Linked DNA regions of Mus musculus: region 2 is linked to region 1. A link is a contact called in public capture Hi-C data. All regions are on one chromosome and are shown on one strand. The core of a region is the stretch at or near the end of the contact, and the rest is flanking DNA. Distances in the headings are between cores, read along the strand shown. Region 1 has its middle 18 kb from the start of Tmem266. Region 2 overlaps Ube2q2 (ubiquitin-conjugating enzyme E2Q family member 2).

The links. Capture Hi-C pulls out chosen DNA fragments and counts their contacts.
Region 2: a capture Hi-C map of bone marrow-derived macrophages shows a contact between it and region 1, with 7 times the contacts expected there. The contact joins two enhancer-like sites. A contact is called at or near these places in 3 of 15 datasets of contacts at CTCF or cohesin (CD8 T cells, embryonic stem cells and large pre-B cells), 28 of 484 Hi-C or Micro-C datasets (ECoMG myeloid progenitors, LSK cells, bone marrow and 7 more), 6 of 115 datasets of contacts at active chromatin or transcription factors (acute myeloid leukemia, bone marrow-derived macrophages, embryonic stem cells and 1 more) and 3 of 9 other capture datasets (adipose tissue, bone marrow-derived macrophages and embryonic stem cells).

The regions. Positions count from the first base shown.
Region 1 is chr9:55,307,044-55,310,196 of GRCm38.p6, forward strand. No RefSeq gene overlaps it. Among named protein-coding and RNA genes, the nearest start is that of Tmem266, 18 kb to the right of the region's middle. Within about 2 kb of position 1,613, at least 23 of the 459 cell types and tissues checked have an H3K27ac peak or open chromatin away from gene starts, as enhancers often do. A contact at or near this core is called in adipose tissue, bone marrow-derived macrophages and macrophages, where this site is marked.
Region 2 is chr9:55,169,456-55,172,608 of GRCm38.p6, forward strand. The region is part of intron 3 of Ube2q2 (ubiquitin-conjugating enzyme E2Q family member 2); the gene reads left to right. Among named protein-coding and RNA genes, the nearest start is that of Ube2q2, 22 kb to the left of the region's middle. Within about 2 kb of position 1,521, at least 41 of the 459 cell types and tissues checked have an H3K27ac peak or open chromatin away from gene starts, as enhancers often do. A contact at or near this core is called in adipose tissue, bone marrow-derived macrophages and macrophages, where this site is marked.

The sequences.
Region 1 (3,153 bases), core at 363-2,862:
CAATGTATCTTAGTCCTCAGTTCTCTAAGGATAACATATTAAAAAAAAAAAAGTTCACTTGCAGTCCATCCCCTTAAAATGGAGACCAAAGTTTCATTTGTAGCAATTAGAATTATAAAGGTCATTTCACCTTGTTCACAGATTTTAGTTATAATTACAATTATTTGCTAACCCTGAGAAATGAACAACTCAGGCAGGGGTGTGGCTTAGTAGGTCAAACTCTTGAGATCCTGGGTTTGCTCCTCAGCCCTGCATGAGTGGGAAGGAGAGTGGGGAGGGTAAAGAAAAGTGAACTGAAACCGAGCAGTATTTGGGCATAGCTTTTCCTACAAAATTATTTTAAAGTGGGCAGGAGAGATGGCACAGCTGTTAAATGAGAGGCTCACAACCAAAAAGACACACGTTTATATAAGCAGAACTTGCCTATCTTGTCAACATGGTATTTTCATGAGGTTTTACATTAAACAAATGTCAGATTATTGGCATTTTTCTCAAGGTCTGTTTTTACAAAAACAACTATTTTTCATACAGGAGTCTTTCTACTACATGTATGTATGCATACTGTGGGGGTGGGGGTGGGGAGGGTGCCCAATGAGGGTTGTGTCCCTGGAACTGGAGGCACAGATGGTTGTCAGCAGCCGTGTGAGTACTGGAAACTGAACTCTGGTCCTCTAGAAGAGCAGTCAGTGCTCATAACTGCTGAGTCACCTCTCCAGCTTCCTGACTGCTTTCCATTTGATCTCTACTGCCGTTTTTTAAAAAGAGGCAAGAAAGCCACTGTCGTTCTGTTGTTTCTCTTAGACTTCTGCGGCTGTACTCTGCCAGATCCTCAGTTGTCATTAGTTTGTAATGTCAGTCCACTAAAGCCACTTTATCACCTATCCCACATCTCTTCAAGACACACGATCATCCCCAGATCCTGCATGTTCTATAGGAATACTTAGGAGGGTGGAGATAGAAGACTGTGGAGAAATATAGTATGTCCCTTCATAAAGGGCTGAAGCAATGGATGTCAGCTGTGGGAACAGAAAGGCACCAGAGAACAGCAGTGGACAAAGGAACGGAAAGGTCTTATACTAGCAAGTATAGGCGAGATTTGTACGAGAAACCAAGAACCCTGACTGAAACATAGCAAGCAAGTGGCGAGCCCTGCTCTGTGGGGCTGGACCCAGAGAGAAGCAAAGCCCTGGTGAGCTCCCCAGGTGCAGGGCATGGCATGCATGTGCAAGGTACAGCATCACAAAATAGTTTAAAACAGGAGCCTAACCCCAAAGGACCTTGCCTCTTTATCCCAAGTGACCAAAATCAAGAAAAACAACTGGTACTATAAAATTTAATTTTTACCTAGATGGGGAGATGTTCACTCATCCATCCAGACACAACCTCCTGGGAACCACATATGTTTTGAAAGGACGCCATTCCTTCTCAAGGGGCTGATTCAGGGAATTTGCCTGCTGTGTTTCTATCTGTTCTTTAAGGGTTTTTCTTTTTCTTTTTTTAAGAGGTAATTTTTCTTTAATCTTTCTACTTCTGGTCTGGTATATACACTATCCCTACGCTTTGTGCTTGTCACCAGCACTCCCTGCACATTTCGGCAGCCTGGACGGAGAACTTCCTCTTTGCTTCCAGTCTTAGTCAGGGTTTCTACTGCTGTGCTAAACAACATGATCAAAAGAAACTTGGGGAGGAAGGGTTTATTTCGCCTTACAGCTTGTAGCTCCTCTTTCAGGAAAGTTAGGGCAGGAACCTGAAGGCAAAAACTGATGCAGAGGCCATGGAGGAACACTGCCTACTGGCTTGCTCCCTATGACTGCTTAGCCTGCTATCTTATACCATCCAGGATCACCAGCCAAGAGGTGGCACCACCTACTGTAAGCTGTGACTTTCCACATAAATCAAGAAAATATACCAGAGACTTGCCTTCAGGGCAAGCTGGTGGAAGCATTTTCTTTAAGTGAGATTCCCTCTTCCAAAATGATTCTAAGCTTATGTCATGTTGACATAAAACTAGCCACCATGCCTTCTGTCTTAGGGTCTCCATTACTCTGATGAGGCACCATGACCAAGGCAACTTTTATAAAGGACAACATTTAATTGGGGCTGGCTTACAGGTTCATAGGTTCAGTCCGTTATCATCAAGGCAGGAGTTTGGCAGCATCTAGGCAGGCATGGTGTAGGAGGAGCTGAGAGCTCTACATCTTGTTCTGAAAGCAGCTAGGGGAAGACTGGCTTCCAGGCAGCGAGGCTGAGGGTCTTAAAACCCACATTCATAGTGACACACCTACTCCAACAAGGACACACCTCCTACTGGTGCCACGCCCTGGGTCAAGCATATACAAACTATCACACCTTCCTTAGCCTCTCCTCCATCCAGTACTTGTAGATGCCAGCCGTTTGGCCCTTCGACTACTTAGGATTCTTGAGCTGCTCTCTAGGAAGCCCCCAAGGCCTTCACCTGTGACTCTGCACTGCTGTCACCCAAGCTTAAGTAAGTAGTTCCTGCCTCCTGGGAAACGCCTCACTTCCCACTTGCAGCAAAATAACCCTAGCCATAGTTATCCTTGATAGTGTCTGAAGGCAATGGACAAAGAGTAGCCTTCTATAGTCCACTCCAATTCTTCCTGGGAGACCCTTCATTTTCTGGGTGGCACAGATGACAGTTGTAGTTCATGCACATGGATCTGTGCCTACTGTAAGGACCCTTCTGCCAGCCCTCTCCTTTTCCTCCACCACAACGTCTGTCACAGCTCTCTCAAGTTGGGAGGAGCCTGAGCATGTGGCTTATGGTGTTTGTGCTTGTATAGGAAGTCCCAGTCAGACTTCCTAAATCAAGAGACCTACTAGTAACCAGGCTTTCATTTTTCTCCAAGACAGTTTGAGTCCCCTTCACTTTCAGTCATGGCTGAGTTGATAGTTTTAGTCTGTGAGCTTTCCCTTCAAGGTCAATCTAGTCTGACCCGTCAGGTTGGTTTGGATCCAGAGAGAAACTGTATCCCACCTTTGGGAATTGGAGAGAGACTATTCTAAGAGGATGCCTCAGTGGAATTGGTGCAGGGAGTCTTGGTTTCACTCTGCTGACAGGAGAGGTCTGTTGCCCTCAAAGGTAAATGCACAGCCATGGAACTCGTGTGACAAGCCCTGAGCTTTCTATTC
Region 2 (3,153 bases), core at 271-2,770, 140 kb before region 1:
TGCCTAAGAATTTCAAATAACTATGCTGTTGTCTTCTAGCCAGTGGCGTAGCTGAAGCTGATGCCACCCGGAATCTTATGTATGATTTTTCTTTGGAAGCTTCAGGGAATTTGTGCTTTCTTTGGTGTAATGCACTGCAGCAGTGTCCTTAACTCAGGATCTTTTCTCTTTCATTGCGCTGGACGTTGAGTAAGGCTGTGTCCCTTTCCAAATTTGAGTCTTGAGTTTTGGTACATATTTTTGTGTGTTAACTTTGCTTGTCTATTTTGTTTGTTTTGGAGTTTATTAACTGGACTTTTCAATTTTGTTTTTACGTTTTGGAGACATGGTCTTGTACACTTTAGGCGCAGATTTCAAAAACCATATGTAGCTGAGGCTGATGGTTGTCTTTATCCTGAATGCTAGAATTACAGGCTGTATCGTCAATGCTGGGCTGCTTTTAGATTTTTAGACCTCTTGGTTTGAGTCTTTACATCTATTGTATTATATTCTTTTTCTTAATTTTATTTTATTTTTATTTGTATATGCGTGTGTGTGTGTTGGTATGAACGTTGGTGGCACTTTTATGGAGGTCAGAGAACAACTTGCAGGAATTGGTTCTCTCCACCATCTGAGTCCCAGGATCAAACCCAGGTGGTCAGGCTTGGCTACAGGCACCTTTATCCACTGAACCAACTTACCTTTTCTCTCTTTCTTTTAAAATTTTGCTGTACTGTCAACTTTTTTCTATTTCACACGGACAATAATAAGTTTTAAGGTTTTAAAAAATATGTGTATGAGTGTTTTGCCTACATGTATGTGCACCACATGCAACAGTAGAGAATCTTGGTAGTCCCTGGAAGTAGATGTTGTTAGCTGCCATTAGGTGCTAACAATCAAACAGTAGGCTTCTACAAGAGCAGCAAGTGCTCTTAACCACTGAGCCATCTCTTTAGCCCTGAAGTTTTGTTTTTATTGTATATGTTTACCCTATTTTCTCAGAACTTAATGGCTTAGAGCTGGATGTGGTGGCACACGGGAGGCTGAGGCCAGCCTGTCCTACAAATGAAGACTCAGTCTCAGAACCCCCAAACAGGCTGGGGATGGATGGTAGTACTCACCTTTAATCCTGGCACTTGAGAAGTAGAAACAGACGCATCTCTTGAATTTGGAGCCAGTCAAAGCTGTACTGTGAGACCCTGTCTCAAAAGATTAAAACAAAAAAATCTTAATGCCTTAAAATAGTAATTGTTGCGATTGGATGGATTAGTTAGGCTTAGCTGAGTATCTATTGGTTTCATTTGGTGACTGTTGTGTGCAGTCAGGTGCACACTCGCGATAGTATGGCTGTGGACAACTAGTGTGATCTTTATCTCGAACAGCTCTCAAGTGTTCACACATGGCTTCCTTTTTCCCCCACTCTTCATGTATCTGGCATCTTTAGTGTTTCTTTGCCTGGCATTTTTTCTGTACATGACATCATCCTGAAGGGCCTCTTCATAAGGCTTCTGTTTCCTCAGAATTTCAGTCAGAACTCTTCAAGGATACAAGAGGGGAAGTTGCTGGGCATTTTTTTTTTTCCAGGACAGGGTTGCTCTGAGTAGTAGCCCTTGCTGTTTGGCAACTCACTCTGTAGATCAGGCTGGCCTTGAACTCCTTTATCTACCAATGCCCAGCTTAAGTTGCTGGGCATTCTTAAGGCTTAAACCTGGAGCACGCCAGTGAGGGGTTTGTGAGCTGAATCATTCTCCAAGCCAGCGCAGGTTCACTGTGGGCTGTGAGTCCTAGGCTTTAAGCCTGGTGGTGTGATTCATCTGGAGGAGGGAGTCATGTCCAGTCTCGGAATGTGAGCCTGAGCTTAAGAGCTCTCTGATTGTCCCTTCTTCCTAGCATTCTGTACAGGTCATATAGATGTGGTAGAATCATAAACCAGCTTATTGTGGCACTTTGGCCTGTTTAGCATCTGTATTTTTTTATTTGCTATATATTTTCTCAGTTTCATCTTGTCTTGTATATATTGTAAAGCCTGTTCTCAAGTATTTTTGTGTCCTATCTTTACTCATTTGTATTTTGATGTTTTTTAAACATACCTTTCTTCATTTGTGCCAAATAAATGATGTGGAGTTCCTTGTAGCCAACACTTGTCACCTGATAGCTTTAGGGGGAGTTTATGTTGATTCCCAACCACTCTTCCCCCTACTTTTCCACTTGTTAGTACAGGGTAAAAGATGGCTCCAGTTTCTCTGCAGATGACATTTTGTCTGACAGATAATCTCCTGGGTTCTACTTAAGGAGGTGGGGAATGCAGAGCATTTGAGGGCTGTGTGGTGTGTGTTGCAGGCAGGCTTTTGGTTAGTCTGTAGGTTTCCATCCTGCCTGCTGCTCCTGTTGCAGTGTATTTGGTGTCTTGAGTCTGGAGCCTCTGAATTGAGGGTGCTTTTTGCAGATCTCTCCTTGGTCACTGCTGTCTCCTGACCTGTACTTGCACTTGTGAGCTTCACTGATCACAGCTCCTATTTACAGTCATCTAATGGAAATGGTGTTTTATTGCTCCTCATAAGTCCCTTTTGCTTTTCAAATTTTTGTATTTATAAAATGTTTATTCTTTTGTAATTTAGTGGAGCCTAAAGAAAGATGAGAAAAATGTTTAATTTTTCTAACTGTTCAGGTTTTATTTTCTAGAGGGTCCATGGTTTTGTTTTTTACTTACAATATATCCTGAACTTGAAGTCTGTCTTGTTTTTCCTGGGTGTAGATTGGACAACAGTGTAGATATCCAAGTTAATTTGTGAATTATGTAAGAAAAATGGCCTGATTTTGAATCATCCTTTGTGTTTTGGTAATTAATATTGTTAGGATAGATGTGGTAATTTTTTGTTTTCACTTAGAGTCTAAGGTTGTTGAATGGTTTTGTTTCTTTTTTAGGCTCTTGTTTCACTTCTGCATCAAGGTTCTGACTTAGGAAGCTTTGCTGTCTCTCCAGCCCTCACAATGTTTCTCTCTGCCCTGGAATTTATCCAGTAGGCTAGGCTGGCTGTCCAACAAGCCCCAGGGATCTGCCATATCTGACTTGTACATGGGTACTAAGGATCTGAATTCAGGTCCCATGTTTACTGCCTGAGCCCCTCCTTTAGATCTTCATAGCTAGCCATCTGTCCTTACTTTCCTCTGACT